2 separate regions of the Mus musculus genome follow, and region 1 is linked to region 2. A link is a contact called in public Hi-C data. All regions are on one chromosome and are shown on one strand. The core of a region is the stretch at or near the end of the contact, and the rest is flanking DNA. Distances in the headings are between cores, read along the strand shown. Region 1 has its middle 25 kb from the start of Gm33597. Region 2 has its middle 36 kb from the start of Gm11415.

Region 1 (7,472 bases), core at 762-3,261, 320 kb before region 2:
TGAAAAATCAAATCATCATCATAACTTAACATTTGAAGAATCCCTTCTGGGGCAATGCTTTGCTGCTCTTAGCCATTCCCACTCTGCATGCTGGGCTTTGTCTAAAACCTAGAAGAAAGTAGCTTTTCTGCCAGGAGCATCGTATAGCTTTCTTTTCTTAGCTCTCATAACTGAGGACTTTGTGTTATTTAAATCCACCCCCCCCCATGTGTCCTCTGTGAGGTGAATGATCTTACTTAGCACCTCTCTGTGGATTTACTAACTAAAGTCATGAGCTCAGTGCTGCTGGTAGGGTTCAGATAACGGGTTTCTCTGTGTTCCCTAGCCAAACAATGTTAGTTCTTTTAATCAATGAAGTCTTATTCCTGATGTCTTCTTTTTCCATGTCTGATTTTTTTTATCCATTTGCTATTTATTAATGACATGCTTGGAATTGTTCTGGTCCCCAGCAGTACTGAACTGCATGACCAGCGCCCTGTGACTTCATGAGCACCTTGCTTGTAGCAGTGTTGGGTGATACCTTCCTCCAGCCATATCTGAATGACCCTCTCTCCAATGCCTGTTCCCAGCTGGCAGGACCACCTTTCAGTCTCTGTACTCTGCTCTTACCTCAATTTCTGGTGTCTTTATGCCAAGACTTGTAGCCTATGGCAGTATATGATCTGGGAGGAAATACCATGGGGGAAACACACTTAAGTGCTTAAAGATGCAAGAAGGCTTCTCAAAGTACCCTCATGGAGTCTGAAAAATCATCAACACTCAAGAAGTAATAAGGAGAAGAAATGTTCATCGTGAACTAAAACATTCCTCACCATCAATCAGAAAGCTATCATCAGATCAGTAGGCATGTAGACCAAATTACTGCACTGACCGGCTTGCTGTCTACATACAGCTTGTAGCCAGACTTGAGTCATTTTACATGAATTAGTTTAAACCAAATTCCAAGGATCCATGAGCACTCTGGTGCTACTGTATCTTCTTTTTTTTTCCATTTTTTATTAGGTATTTAGCTCATTTACATTTCCAATGCTATACCAAAAGTCCCCCATACCCACCCACCCCCACTCCCCTACCCACCCACTCCCCCTTTTTGGCCCTGGCATTCCCCTGTACTGGGGCATATAAAGTTTGCGTGTCCAATGGGCCTCTCTTTCCAGTGATGGCCGACTAGGCCATCTTTTGATACATATGCAGCTAGAGTCAAGAGCTCCGGGGTACTGGTTAGTTCATAATGTTGTTCCACCTATAGGGTTACAGATCCCTTTAGCTTCTTGGGTACTTTCTCTAGCTCCTTCATTGGGGGCCATGTGATCCATCCAATAGCCGACTGTGAGCATCCACTTCTATGTTTGCTAGGCCCAGGCATACTCTGACAAGAGACAGCTATATCAGGGTCCTTTCAGCATAATCTTGCTAGTGTATGCAATGGTGTCAGCATTTGGAAGCTGATTATGGGATGGATCCCCGGGTATGGCAGTCTCTACATGGTCCATCTTTTTATCTCAGCTCCAAACTTTGTCTCTGTACCTCCTTCCAAGGGTGTTTTGTTCCCACTTCTAAGGAGGGGCATAGTGTCCACACTTCAGTCTTCATTTTTCTTGAGTTTCATGTGTTTAGGAAATTGTATCTTATATCTTGGGTCCTTTCCCTATTAACGCTACTGTATCTTCTAATGCTATTTTCCGGTACTGACTAGATGCTCAGCAAGTTGTAGCAACTATCTCTCCAAATTACCTTTCTCTGTGATACCAAAAACCCCTGAAAGGCTGGCCACTTTTTCCGCCAGCTTTCGTGTTTGTCTCCTCAGCACAGAGCCTGATATAGACCCGGCTTTCAGTAAATGTTTGTTAAATGGACAAAGGAGTAAACAAAGGGACAGAAAGATATGAGGAGAGGGATTTGGGGCAGTTCATTCTGACACATCAGCTCTGGGTTCAGTACTCCCTACCCCATAATGCCATAGAGTCATGTCTGTGTGAGGCCAGCACCCCTCCCTCACTGTGCCACATGACAGGGGGCCTTCTCTGATCAGCCTGCTTTGGAAAACTGCTTGCACCTGGCCTAGAAGAACACAATTAAAAGATGCCGTAAAAATTGACAGATCCCCGTGCGAAGAGCTGAAAATACATTACAATTCCGATCGAACTATAAATAAAGCCCCTAAATTAAATAAATCTCACACAATTATGGATTAAAACATGTTTAGTGTTAATGGCCTTGCACATGGACCCTGACTCCTGAAATTGTTGCTGAGGCTGCATGGCTGGGGGATTGCATCATAATTAACACCAGGCCAGCCTTCAAGGAGCTGGCCTGGAGTTCAACTGTGAGCTTCAGGAAGAGAGGAGGAGGCCCCACTTGGGGCCACTGGCTATTTCTGGAAAGACTCTAACTTGGAGATGGCAGTTAGCTCCAAAGACCTGACTCTGGATACAGAGGCATCTGGGTCCTGCCTCCTTAGTACATTTTCTTCTACAAAGGTCCACATGGGCCATGCAAATGGCCCAACACCAGAGAGAATCATGGAAGAAATACTTGGATGTCCGGTTATTTGCTCATTTCTAACTCATTGCTTAGAAGTCCATATTTGGATACAAATAACCAACAATAATATTATATATTTAGATAGAGTTTCCCATAGAAATTCTCAAAACGAATTACTTGACCAAGGAAGTCAGTGCCATTTCAAACCACAGGCAAGGGGGTTCTAAAGTTCAGAATTCCTTACAAGAGGAAAACACGGAGTCAAGGAACTTTATTTCTATTATTATTATTATTATTATTATTATCATTAGAATCTAGCATAGAAAAGCAGCTCCAGTCCTGCACTGGAGCATGGCCCCCTTAGCATGGCCAGGCAGCTGAGAGCAGGGCTCTAGAACCTGGTGGATAGGGTTCCCGGCCGAGCTCTACTGCTTTCTAGGTGCAGATTCCTGTTTCTATGTGCGCATCCCTACGGTGATGAGAATACCACTTGACTGTCTTTAGCTATGCATTCAACGAAATACACAAAGTATTTATAAAATCAGTCAATCAAATGTCTCTGAAAAACATCAGTAGATGGTTTTCATCTGTATTTCCTGAATAACATGGTAGAATAACAAAATAACTGTGTGTGTAGCATTCCTGTGGTTTTTAGGGAGTAGGAGAAATAACCTAGAGATGCTGAAAGTGTAGAGTGAGGATGGATGGGCATAAGTTATTTGAAAAATCAACATTATATATAGATTCAATTTGAGGTTCTTTGGGGGTCCTGTAACTAGTCCCCTTTGGTATTTCTGTTGTCTTACCCAACTCCAAGAGATTCTGGAAGTCAGATCTCCTTAGCTCTGGAAGGGCTGATTAAGAAAGCTGAGCCCCATGGAGGACTGTCTTTCAACAACTAGAAGACACTATCAGATGCCCTGGGATTCTTAGCCAGAAATGGTTGAACCCTTGACTTATCTTCTTACAGTCCTGAGCTAGACTCTTAGAACCATGTTGGTCTCCGCAGATATTTTAGAATGCTCATCTTCTCTGGTCATTTTTTTTTTTTTGCTTAAAAAAACAATTGTCACTGGGTCTCCCTTAGGATAAAGTATAAAGCTCCTTACTGGTGTTTACAAAAGAGGGTAATTGATCCATCTTAATCTCTCCATTTTGCGCCCTGCCTTTCAGTCATATTGATGCTATTTACAGTATCTCACTGTCCGAGCTCTTTGCTCCACCACGGAGTTTGCACACTTTCCTAAGCTCCCAGCTTCCTTCCTATTCTTAGGAAACCTTACCTGGTTGACTTGGAGACTTGAGCTGGATGCTGCATCCAGACAAAGCCTGCCCTGACCTAGCTTGCAGAACGTTGGAGCCCTTCCCAGTGTTTCCTCTGGCTCCTGCTCAGCACGCACTACCCACACTTGGATCTACTGGAGTTGTCCACTTACAGGCTTCTATCTTTCACAGAGCAATAAGCTCTCAGCATCAATGGAATGGGGTTTTATTTCCTTCTTCTCTAAATCCTTGTACATCACAGCCCCTTACTGTGAGTAGCACTCAGGAAACACTCACCAAGTGAATGAATGAGCTGCTCATTCTTGTGTCCCTGCTGCTCTGTGACTGTGGCTTTCAGGTATCACCACAAATGCTTTGCAGGAAGCTCAGGGAGAGAGAAGCATGTATCTTCTTCACCCACTCAATACACGGTGTATATAAGGAGGATGGTTCTGTAGCATAGGCAGGCTTCCTGTCCTGTCCTTCATCCTTTATACCTTCTCCAAAGGCCTCATCGGAATGGGACCGTAGGATGTGTGATCTACAGAAGAATCTTTTGTAATGAATGAACTACACTAAAGTATGGAAAGGTGGCATATAATGTGATTATTCTTATTTATTCCCAAAATAAGAATGCAGAAAGCCCCTCCCCAATGCCAGCAAGCAGGCCAGACATGAGTGCCCTTTAGCTTAGGTGCCTGAGTACAGCCATGTGCTTGTTTGTGGCTAATTTCCATGCAATGGTGACCCAGTTGATTGTCAAACAGTTTGACTAGCAACCCTGGGCAAAACAAGACATGCTTGGACCAATATGTTTTAAGCATAATCTGCCCACCACCCCCATCATAGAAGTAGGATGTGGCAAAGACTGCTTCCTTGGGTTAAGAAGTCCCTCTGGCAGGAGGCCTGGTGGGAGCAAGCCCATGGTGAAGAGTTCATAGAGACTGATGCTTGCTAGCAAACTATGAGTGCTGGAACAGGAAGAGAACTCACTGATTACCAGATCAAACTCCCGGGGACAAGAATCATGCATCCTTAGATAATTCCAAAGATGTTCATTAATGAGAGAAAGGAGGCACAGGATCCGCTTAGGCTGAACAACGGAACACACAATAGCTTCCTCATTTGCTTATATATTCAATCATTACTTATGGAGTACCTACAGTAGATATCATGGAAGGCCCTGTCCTAGCTGCTGGGGACACAATAGCAACTGTTTATGACTAAACTTAAGTTTATGACTTTACCCTGAACTCCCTACTTGTAAACAAGCTTTGCAGGTCAGAGGTTAGATCTGTCTTCCTCATGCTTAAAAGAGACCTGGTATTTTTCCCCTAAGATGACAAGTGTCAAGTCCTGGGCGGTGAAACAAGTGTGTCTAAATTGAGGCTGTTATTTGTTGTTTTTTTTTCTTTTTCCTCACTAAAAGGCCAGTTAGTAAATGTGTTTTGTGTTCTTGTACTCTTTGTCACAAGCTTTTAACCTCTCTTGGTAGAGTGCAAAAAAGAGTAACAGATACTACATTGAAAACAATGTAGTGATGTTTTCAGAAAAATACCCACACTTTCTTATTAAAAAGCTGATGGGTGGTGAGGTGGGAGTGGGTGGGTGGGGGAGCACCCTCATAGAAGCAGGGGAAAGGGTGATGGAATAGGGGGTTTGCGAATGGGAAACTGGGAAAGGGGATGATAACATTTGAAATGTAAATAAATAAAATATCCAATTTAAGAAAAGAAAAAGAAAAAAGCTGATGGGCTTGATTCTTCCCCAAATGTTATAGCTGGCTGAGATTTGATTTGATTTTCAATGAAAAACGATGTCTCAGGTCTTCTTTTTACTTTTAAATATTGTTAAAGACACCAAAGAGCTTTTGTTTATAAGGGTTATATTTATTGATGTTTACACAGATAGGTTAAATATGCAAATCTAAAACATATTTATATTATTTAAAATTAACAATAAAAAATCCATTACATGGTAGCATAAATAACACATTTTCTGGAAAACATCTATGTTTTCAAAAAATAAGAGAGATACCATTTGACACTTTTGCAAATCTCCTCACTGTCTGGCTTAACAGGAGATAACTAGATTTGCATGCTTCTGTGTTCAGACTGGTGCAGTGTGCTCTTTTGGTTGGAGAGCTAATATCAAAGGGAATACCCAGAAAAAGCAAGGAATCATGGAACCTCTAACTATCCTAGAAGACACTTGGGAAACCCTGCATACTCTGGGTCCTTGGGAAGCTCCACCTTCACAGACAACTCATCTCCCAGCTTCTCTTGCAGCTTTGGTGACCAAGCAAATTAACTTGCTTTAACCCATCAACTCAGAAACACTGGTTGATGTAATGAACTTTGTTCTTGAAGTTGGAACAACAGTAATAAAAGCTAGTTTACTTGTAAATATCGATTAAGTTGTACACACAAAGCACTTGTTTTAGTATGTGAATGGCACACTTAAGCTGTGAGAGAGTTGATTCGAACTCACATTTGTCTGCTTGGGGTAATGCTTGCTTTCTTAGTAAAAGGGCTGACTTCCCAACTGTGGACAGATCCCTGCCCAGTTCTTTCTGACACAACACTGTGGACAAAGGTAATGTCAGAGAGGGACTACAGCAATGGGCAGAGAGGAGGGTAGAGCTGGGTGTTTGGCATCATCATGCTGACCATGTTGCTAATGTCTCCACTTTATCTTCTAGATCAGCAGTTCTCAATCTGTGCGTTGTGACTCCTAAAAGATCAAGGAAAAACACAGATATTCACATTATGACTCATAGCAGTTATGACATTATATATACAGTTATAAGGTAAACAACAGAAATAACCTCATAGCTGGGGATCACCATCACATGAGAAACTGTATTAAAAGGTTCCAGTATTAAGAAGGTAAAGAACTACTGAATTAGGGGGAACTTTGGCTAAATGTCGCCAAAGGCTCAGATACTTGTTTTAGAAATGGATGACCCTGAATTCTGCCAGTGACCTGAATGGGCCTCGAAGCAGATTTCCACCCAGAGTTTCAGGTAATGAAGTCCTGTCAACATCTTGATTTCTTTTAGTAGAACTTGTGGGACATCTGACCTGAAGAAGGTAGAAATGATACATTTATGTTGCTTTAGCACGGAGTCTATGGTAATATGTCCCCATAGGAACAGGAAACTTATGTATCTTCTCATTTAGCCTTTGGGTTTACATGGATGGACTCACCTTCCCCTACCCTGATCTACCCAAGTGAACACCTTTTACTTATAGTGCAGCATAGACCGACCTGTCCTGTTCCAGGGTCTTCTTGAAAGAACACATGGCAGTCTCCAACAGTGCCTGACAAATACTTGGATTGTAATACATTTTCTCAGCAGTTAATACCAAAATGATGTCATTAAGAATATCACAAAACTTAATTTAAAAAAATTACAAATAGCACACCCTTGTTTCCCTTTATATTTCCTTCAGTAAACTAATGGTTTTCTGGAAGACCTACATGCTGTTTCCCTCTTGGGGTCTCCCTTGTTCCTTCTGCTGATTTGAGGAAAAGTTGCAGTGATAATCAGAGGCAGAGCGAGGTGGCTAGGATAGTGTGATCAATACCCAGGACACAGAAACAGAAGCAGCCCGTGATTCCATTGAGATTCACCCGCATGAGGAGTTCTCCCCAGGCAGAAAACCAAGAAGACATGACTCCACTTCTGGCCTCCTCCTCTAGCTACACTGCAATCAGACTCC
Region 2 (7,073 bases), core at 401-2,900:
GGATCGATTCGCATTCTTCTACACGATAACAACCAGTTGTGCCAGCACCAATTGTTGAAAATGCTGTCTTTCTTCCACTGGATGGTTTTAGCTCCCTTGTCGAAGATCAAGTGACCAGACAGCAGATGCTGGCGAGGATGTGGAGAAAGAGGAACACTCCTCCATTGTTGGTGGGAGTGCAGGCTTGTACAACCACTCTGGAAATCAGTCTGGCGGTTCCTCAGAAAACTGGACATAGTACTACCGGAGGATCCAGCAATACCTCTCCTGGGCATATATCCAGAAGATGCCCCAACAGGTAAGAAGGACACATGCTCCACTATGTTCATAGCAGCCTTATTTATAATAGCCAGAAGCTGGAAAGAACCTAGATGCCCCTCAACAGAGGAATGGATACAGAAAATGTGGTACATCTACACAATGGAGTACTACTCAGCTATTAAAAAGAATGAATTTATGAAATTCCTAGCCAAATGGATGGACCTGGAGGGCATCATCCTGAGTGAGGTAACACATTCACAAAGAAACTCACACAATATGTATTCACTGATAAGTGGATATTAGCCCCAAACCTAGGATACCCAAGATATAAGATATAATTTGCTAAACACATGAAACTCAAGGAGAATGAAGACTGAAGTGTGGACACTATGCCCCTCCTTAGATTTGGGAACAAAACACCCATGGAAGGAGTTACAGAGACGGAGTTTGGAGCTGAGATGAAAGGATGGACCATGTAGAGACTGCCATAGCCAGGGATCCACCCCATAATCAGCATCCAAACGCTGACACCATTGCATACACTAGCAAGATTTTATTGAAAGGACGCAGATGTAGCTGTCTCTTGTGAGACTATGCCGGGGCCCAGCAAACACAGAAGTGGATGCTCACAGTCAGCTAATGGATGGATCATAGGGCTCCCAATGGAGGTGCTAGAGAAAGTAGCCAAGGAGCTAAAGGGATCTGCAACCCTATAGGTGGAACAACATTATGAGCTAACCAGTACCCCGGAGCTCTTGACTCTAGCTGCATATATATCAAAAGATGGCCTAGTCGGCCATCACTGGAAAGAGAGGCCCATTGGACTTGCAAACTTTATATGCCCCAGTACAGGGGAATACCAGGGCCAAAAAGGGGGAGTGGGTGGGCAGGGGAGTGGGGGTGGGTGGATATGGGGGACTTTTGGTATAGCATTGGAAATGTAAATGAGTTAAATACCTAATAAAAAATGGAAAAAAAAAAAAAAAACTGCGACACTTTGATTTGACCCACCGACGCTTGCACAGAAAAAATATCCTCATGCAGAAGGCAGCAGTGGGATTAGAGAAGCTCATCCCAGGCAAATATTGTTGGTGGCTAAAAAGGCAAGAGTCTTTCTTTTCCTCAGTCTCAACAGAAACTGCTGCTCCAGGGTGTGTTTAGGGTACAGAAGTAGAGGGAGGCTTGTTAATTTTAAAGCCACATAGCATGTTTGGCTAAGACTGTGACTCCATTTGTGTATTTCAACCACGTAAAATACACCCTGGGATTTTGGACTGAGAAAAATAACCATATAAGGAGAAAACACGGCATTCCCTATAGCCGCTCTTGTAAAACACTCCATGATTTAACCCTCTGCTCGGACAGATCCAAGCTCCTGCACTTCACAACTGCAAACAATCAGATCCTTGGGAGGAACACTGCCTGTGACCTGCATCACTGGGCACAAAGATCACAAACAACCCCTGACAGGTCACATTCAGGGCAGCTTGACCGCCCGAAGCCCCGCAGACACTGGCTCTCTCAGCCACGGGCCATTCTGAAACAGGCACCAAGACAACTCGGAGGCCTCGTTAATTCTCTCCTTTAAGAACACAGGATTTGGGGTCTGTCTCCATCTTCTAGGTGACAGGTCATCAATCTACAGAATTCCTCCACGAGGGAGGTGCAGGAGGAGGAAAGGGGACTCCAGGAACAGCAGCCAAAGGCAGAATTGGGCCAACTGCTGGCTACCTCCAGCTCTGTACCCATGGTCTGCACGGACTGTGTGTGCCAACAGGGGTTCTGGGCTATGCAGAGGAAGGGTTGCAGAGCAAAGAGCTCACGGCTGCCTCTCGGGCCTGCTCTCTTTATCTTGGTTGTTACTCCCAACACTTCTGCTATACAATTCTCTTGATGGTGAGATGTTGAGGTTTCAAGAGGTTCTCAGAGGTACAAAGAGGTTTTGAGAGGGTCCAGTGTCCCTCACATGTATCAAATGACCTATGATTGGGAAAATATGGCAGATACCGCCCATTTCCTTCTGTCATCTAGTCTAATCTTTCTGATGGTAAAACGACTCTCTCACACACCCTCAGAAGTACATGCACACCCAAGAAGGAAGAAAATGGTGTCCAGCTGGAAATAGTACTTCCCAGTTCCCATGCTGCTCAGTGCCAGAGTGGCCAAGTGACCAATTTCCAAGCAGCGAAAGTGATGTGTGCACATTCTAGGTCAGATGTTATAAAAGAAAGTAGCCGTTTGTCCTTCCCTTGCACAGGCTGGATACAGATGTGAAAAGCACCCTCAGATAAGCACTCTGGGCTGATGGAGCAAAATGGAAGAAAGTCTGCTGGCTTTATGGAGCAGTGCCACCTACCTGCCAGGTGCCGCAGGCCTGCCAGGAAATGCTCTCCACAGAGGAATAAACAATCTCATCTCCAAGGTGGCATTTCTCAGTGTCTTCAGGACAGCAGTTTAGCCTGTGTCCTAACTAATGCATGTGACTTTCTGCTGTCTCAGCTAGGCACCAAATCTTAAGGCCGTGCTAGCTCACACTAATTTAAAAAGCAGAAGAGGGAAAAAAATCGTAGCTGAGTTACCTAAGAGTCAGCAGTATTCCCAGGCTCAGATCTCCCCTCCCTGAGTCCTGGATGGGTAAGAGTGAAGGTCACAGAGTCCAGCTCCCTCCCCCATAGAAGAGTGTCCTAACGAAAGTCTACTTTCACAGACCAAAGCCAGGAACGAGGGTTCCTGCCCCCTGCTGGAATCAGAAACACTTTGTAGGCAATTGCCATTGTCATTCATAAACTGACATTTTCAAAGTATCTTCCTCAATGATTTTTTTAAACGTGTTACCTCACTGAGGCTGAGATGTTAAAGCATGAAGCATGGTTGCAATCCGATACTTCTTCCCTTGATTCTGAACACTCTTTGTGCTATGATACAATTAGGTTGGTACAAAGTTAACTGTGGTTTTCCCATTGTTGAAATTTGTCATATGATACTGGGATAGGTTTATAGTAGATGTAGTTGTGTTATGTGTAGCTTTAAGGCACCTTTCTTGCTTTGTGTATTTGGCTAGTGGTTCATTACTTTGCTGTTTATTCTGTATTCATTTGATAGGATGGAAATGGTGTTAGACAAAAAAAGCAAATTTCAGCGATTCTCTCTTTCCAGTTCAAAACTGGTTGTAAAGCACAGAGGCAGTTCACCATGTCAACAATGCTTTTGGCCCAGGAATATCTCAGGAGCATGCAGTGCACTGGCTCAGAAGTCTTGACCAGAGAGGAGAGTCTTCAGGATATGAAATGCAAAGACTGACCAACTCAGAGCAGCCTTGAAGCTGACCCAACATGGACCATTAACTGCTCATTCAGCATTTTCAGCAAACTGGACAGAGGAAAAGGCTTGGTAATCGAGTGTCATGAGCAGACCCCAAAATAAAGTCACCATCTCTAACTCCTCTTTTAAGGAACATTTCTGGATTGGTTTGACATATTTTTATGAAACTCAGGGATGACTGGCTCTGTGGTTAGATGGAGAAGTAGCTCTAAGGGCATTTCCCAAAGCCAAAGATGCACCAGCAACGGTGGCCACAGTCACTGCTTGGTGCTGATCTGTAGCTGGGCTGATTCTCTACAGCAGGTTGCAACCCTTTTGGGGGGAGGGACAATCGACCCTTTCACAGGGGTCACATATCAGACATCCTGCATATCAAATATTTACATTATGACTCATATCAGTAGCAAAATTACAGTTATGAAGTAGCAATGAAGTAATTTTATGGTTGGGGGTCACCACAGCGTGAGGAACTGTATTAAACGGCTGGAACATTGGGAAGGCTGAGAACCAATGGTCTATAGTTTTTAGAATCAATTGCAAAGCCGTTGCATCTGAGAAGTGTGCTCAGCAAGTGCATGTGTTGCAGGTAACTGGCAGTGGGCAGCAGGGGAGGACCCAGTTGCTCTCCATGACAGTTCCCAGTCTTACGTTCAACAACCAGAGCTTCAAATATTGAATGAAGTATGCTATGAAACTTTGCCTCACCCATTAAGGTCATCTGCCTCTCACTGACCAACGTTCTCCAAGAATCTGAGGGTTTTTTTTTTTTTCAGGAAAAAAAATGCTTCCATAAACAGCAGGATACAGAAAATGTTTTGATGACTTCATCAAATCCTGAAGTGTGGATTTTGATGCCATAGGAATAAACAAACATATCCTATCCCATGGGCAAAATTGTGTTGGTTGTGTTGATTCCTGGTTGGATGGATAAAGATGTGTATGAACTTAGTTATAAAGACTTAAAATTATCATCCAAAACCATAGTTCATTTTGTACAAACATAATGGTTTATATTAGATTTTTTAAAAAAGTGATCTTTAGTGCTGGTTATGAATTTGACCTTATATCAGGTATAAATTTAACTGTATTTGGCCTTTCTGCTTCTGTTCTTTTTTTGTCCTTATGTTTTAGCCAAATCTCTAATAAATCCCATGGATTTTAACTTCTCGTGCATCCACCTTAACTTAGTCTGTTTTCACATGCTTAAGATTTATTTGTATTGTCTTATCTGGTGCTGACCTCTCCATGTGAGCTTTTCCTTATTTTTTCCAAACTTATAGTAAACTAATCATGCTTACTTTATTTCATCCTCCCTGGTTCTATTAATTGGTAATTAATGCCTCATTGTGCATTAGTGCATGCACACATTTTTAGACACTGTCCTCATATTTTAAACACACATCTTGACTTTGAAAGTATCGATCTCTTCACCTAGAATTTGTCAGAATGCCAGTCCCCACCTATCTTTCTGACATAGGTTTGGTACCTAATATATCACTCCACTTTTTATATCCTTAAAATTTGTTAACATTATCATTACTTTATATAGGTAAAGCTTGTTCAGATTTAATTTCCCTTCTTATATCTCATTCTTTTCATTTTGGTTTAATTTTTTTCTACTTGAAATACATACTTTAGTAATTTTGTCCTGGGAGTCTGTATGAAACCAAAACTTGGTTGTTGTTGTTGTCTTGTTGTGGAGTGATATTTTAGCTGGATATAGAATTGAAGGTTTGGCATTTGTTGTTAATAACATTTTAGGCATATCTTTGCTTTGCTTTGCTCTACCTTTGGAATTCTGTTGCTGCTATTGAGGTGTGTTCTTCCTTTCTAATCATATTTCATAAAGGGAATTTTTCCCTATTGTTTTAACAAGTTTTTAGCTTTATGGTTTTCTAACTTTATTATAATGCATTAAAAGCTTAAATTTCTATTTATTCAGTTCATGGCTTGCTGTGATTTCTAAATATGATCACTTTTGTCTTTCAGTAGTTATAAAATTACCACTTTTCCTCTTTGACTTCTGTCTCCTGTTCCCTGTCTTTAGTAGCTCCTGTTTATGTTTCTGTGATACTTTATGAATTAGAATTAGAATGTCTTCCAGTTCACTGAGGTTTTTTTCCTTAGCCATATCTACTCATTAAAATTGATTGATACAGTTAGCATACTGGGGAGTTTCGTTTCTTTCTCTCAGCTTCCATTTCCTCTTGCATGGAATAGTGTTTTAAGTTTTAAGGATGTCTCCTATGAGCTCAGGGATTTGCACGCTCAGCCTCCATTGGTAGAACTGTTTGGAGAGGCTCAGGAGGTACAGCCTTGCTGGAGAAAGCAATGACTGGGTCCTTCAAGACTAAAGCTTACTCCTAGTTTCTTCTCTTTGCTTCCTGTCCATGCTGGAAGTTGAGACAAGAGCATTTGGCTTCCTGCCCCTGCTGCCACACCTCACAGCCATAAAGGACTCTTATTGCCTCACAGCCATAAAGGACTCTTATTCTTTTAGAACCATCAGCCAAATAAAACCTTCTCTATTCTTGACTTGGCCATGTGCCTTATTACCACAACAGAAATGTAACTAATACACATGGCATCTCATTCACTTATTATATTTCGGATCCCTGATTTTATGTCTATAAGTATTTTAAACATATTAAAACATCTCTCTACTGTGTATCCATTAACTGAGATTCTTCAGGCTCTGGTTCTGATGTGGACTCTACCTGATGATACACACGGCAGACTTTTTCTAGCATACTTTGTAACTTTGGAAAATGAGCTTGTCTTCAGGATGGCTTTATCTGACGATATCTAGTATTATTTGAGTTGACAGAATAACTTATATTAAAAACCATTCAAACAAATAGACATTTTATAGGCATTTGACTTGAAATCACATTTTATGTTAATTTCTTAATCTATGAATTCATAAATCACATGGCATAGTATACATTCAAATTCCAAGTCCAAGCAAGGCAGAGGACTCTGGTTAAATGACATTTTTTAAACCTAAGATGCCAATTAAAAAAAAATTGGGGTTTGGATTGTTTGGGGTTTTTTTTGTTTTTTGTTTTTTGTCTTATTCTGCATTTGCATCTGTGCTGATACATTTCTTAGCCTGCAATCATGCAATCATGCAAGTCATAGAAACTACAAAATGTAGGTTTTCTTACTCAAAACCACTTGCCTTTCCAAATCTAATTCTCTAGATAATTAACATAGTTTCTGTGCTTCCAGACCGAGTGGTTCACCTTGGGTCAAGAATCCATGTCTAATGCAGCCACCTGCAAATAAAGTCTCACTACTTAACAAATACTCTTTGTTCTGGGAAGGAAGATAGCAAGAGGACCTAGAGGAAGGAAAGAATCATTAGAGAACACCGTGTCTCTGCAACAGAGATTATTCTTCTTCACTCTAATGCAGAGGTCGGCTTCCAGTGATGATCCGTCCGCCTCAATATGGGCATAAAATTCCTAAAGGTAAAAACATAAGCTTAC

Evidence for each region. A called contact is a pair of places that touch in the nucleus more often than the background predicts.
Region 1: a Hi-C map of uterus shows a contact between it and region 2. The contact joins two enhancer-like sites. A contact is called at or near these places in 2 of 484 Hi-C or Micro-C datasets (adipose-derived mesenchymal stem cells and uterus).

The regions. Positions count from the first base shown.
Region 1 is chr4:84,242,395-84,249,866 of GRCm38.p6, reverse strand. No RefSeq gene overlaps it. Among named protein-coding and RNA genes, the nearest start is that of Gm33597, 25 kb to the right of the region's middle. Within about 2 kb of position 2,011, at least 7 of the 459 cell types and tissues checked have an H3K27ac peak or open chromatin away from gene starts, as enhancers often do. A contact at or near this core is called in uterus, where this site is marked.
Region 2 is chr4:83,921,173-83,928,245 of GRCm38.p6, reverse strand. No RefSeq gene overlaps it. Among named protein-coding and RNA genes, the nearest start is that of Gm11415, 36 kb to the right of the region's middle. Within about 2 kb of position 1,650, at least 15 of the 459 cell types and tissues checked have an H3K27ac peak or open chromatin away from gene starts, as enhancers often do. A contact at or near this core is called in uterus, where this site is marked.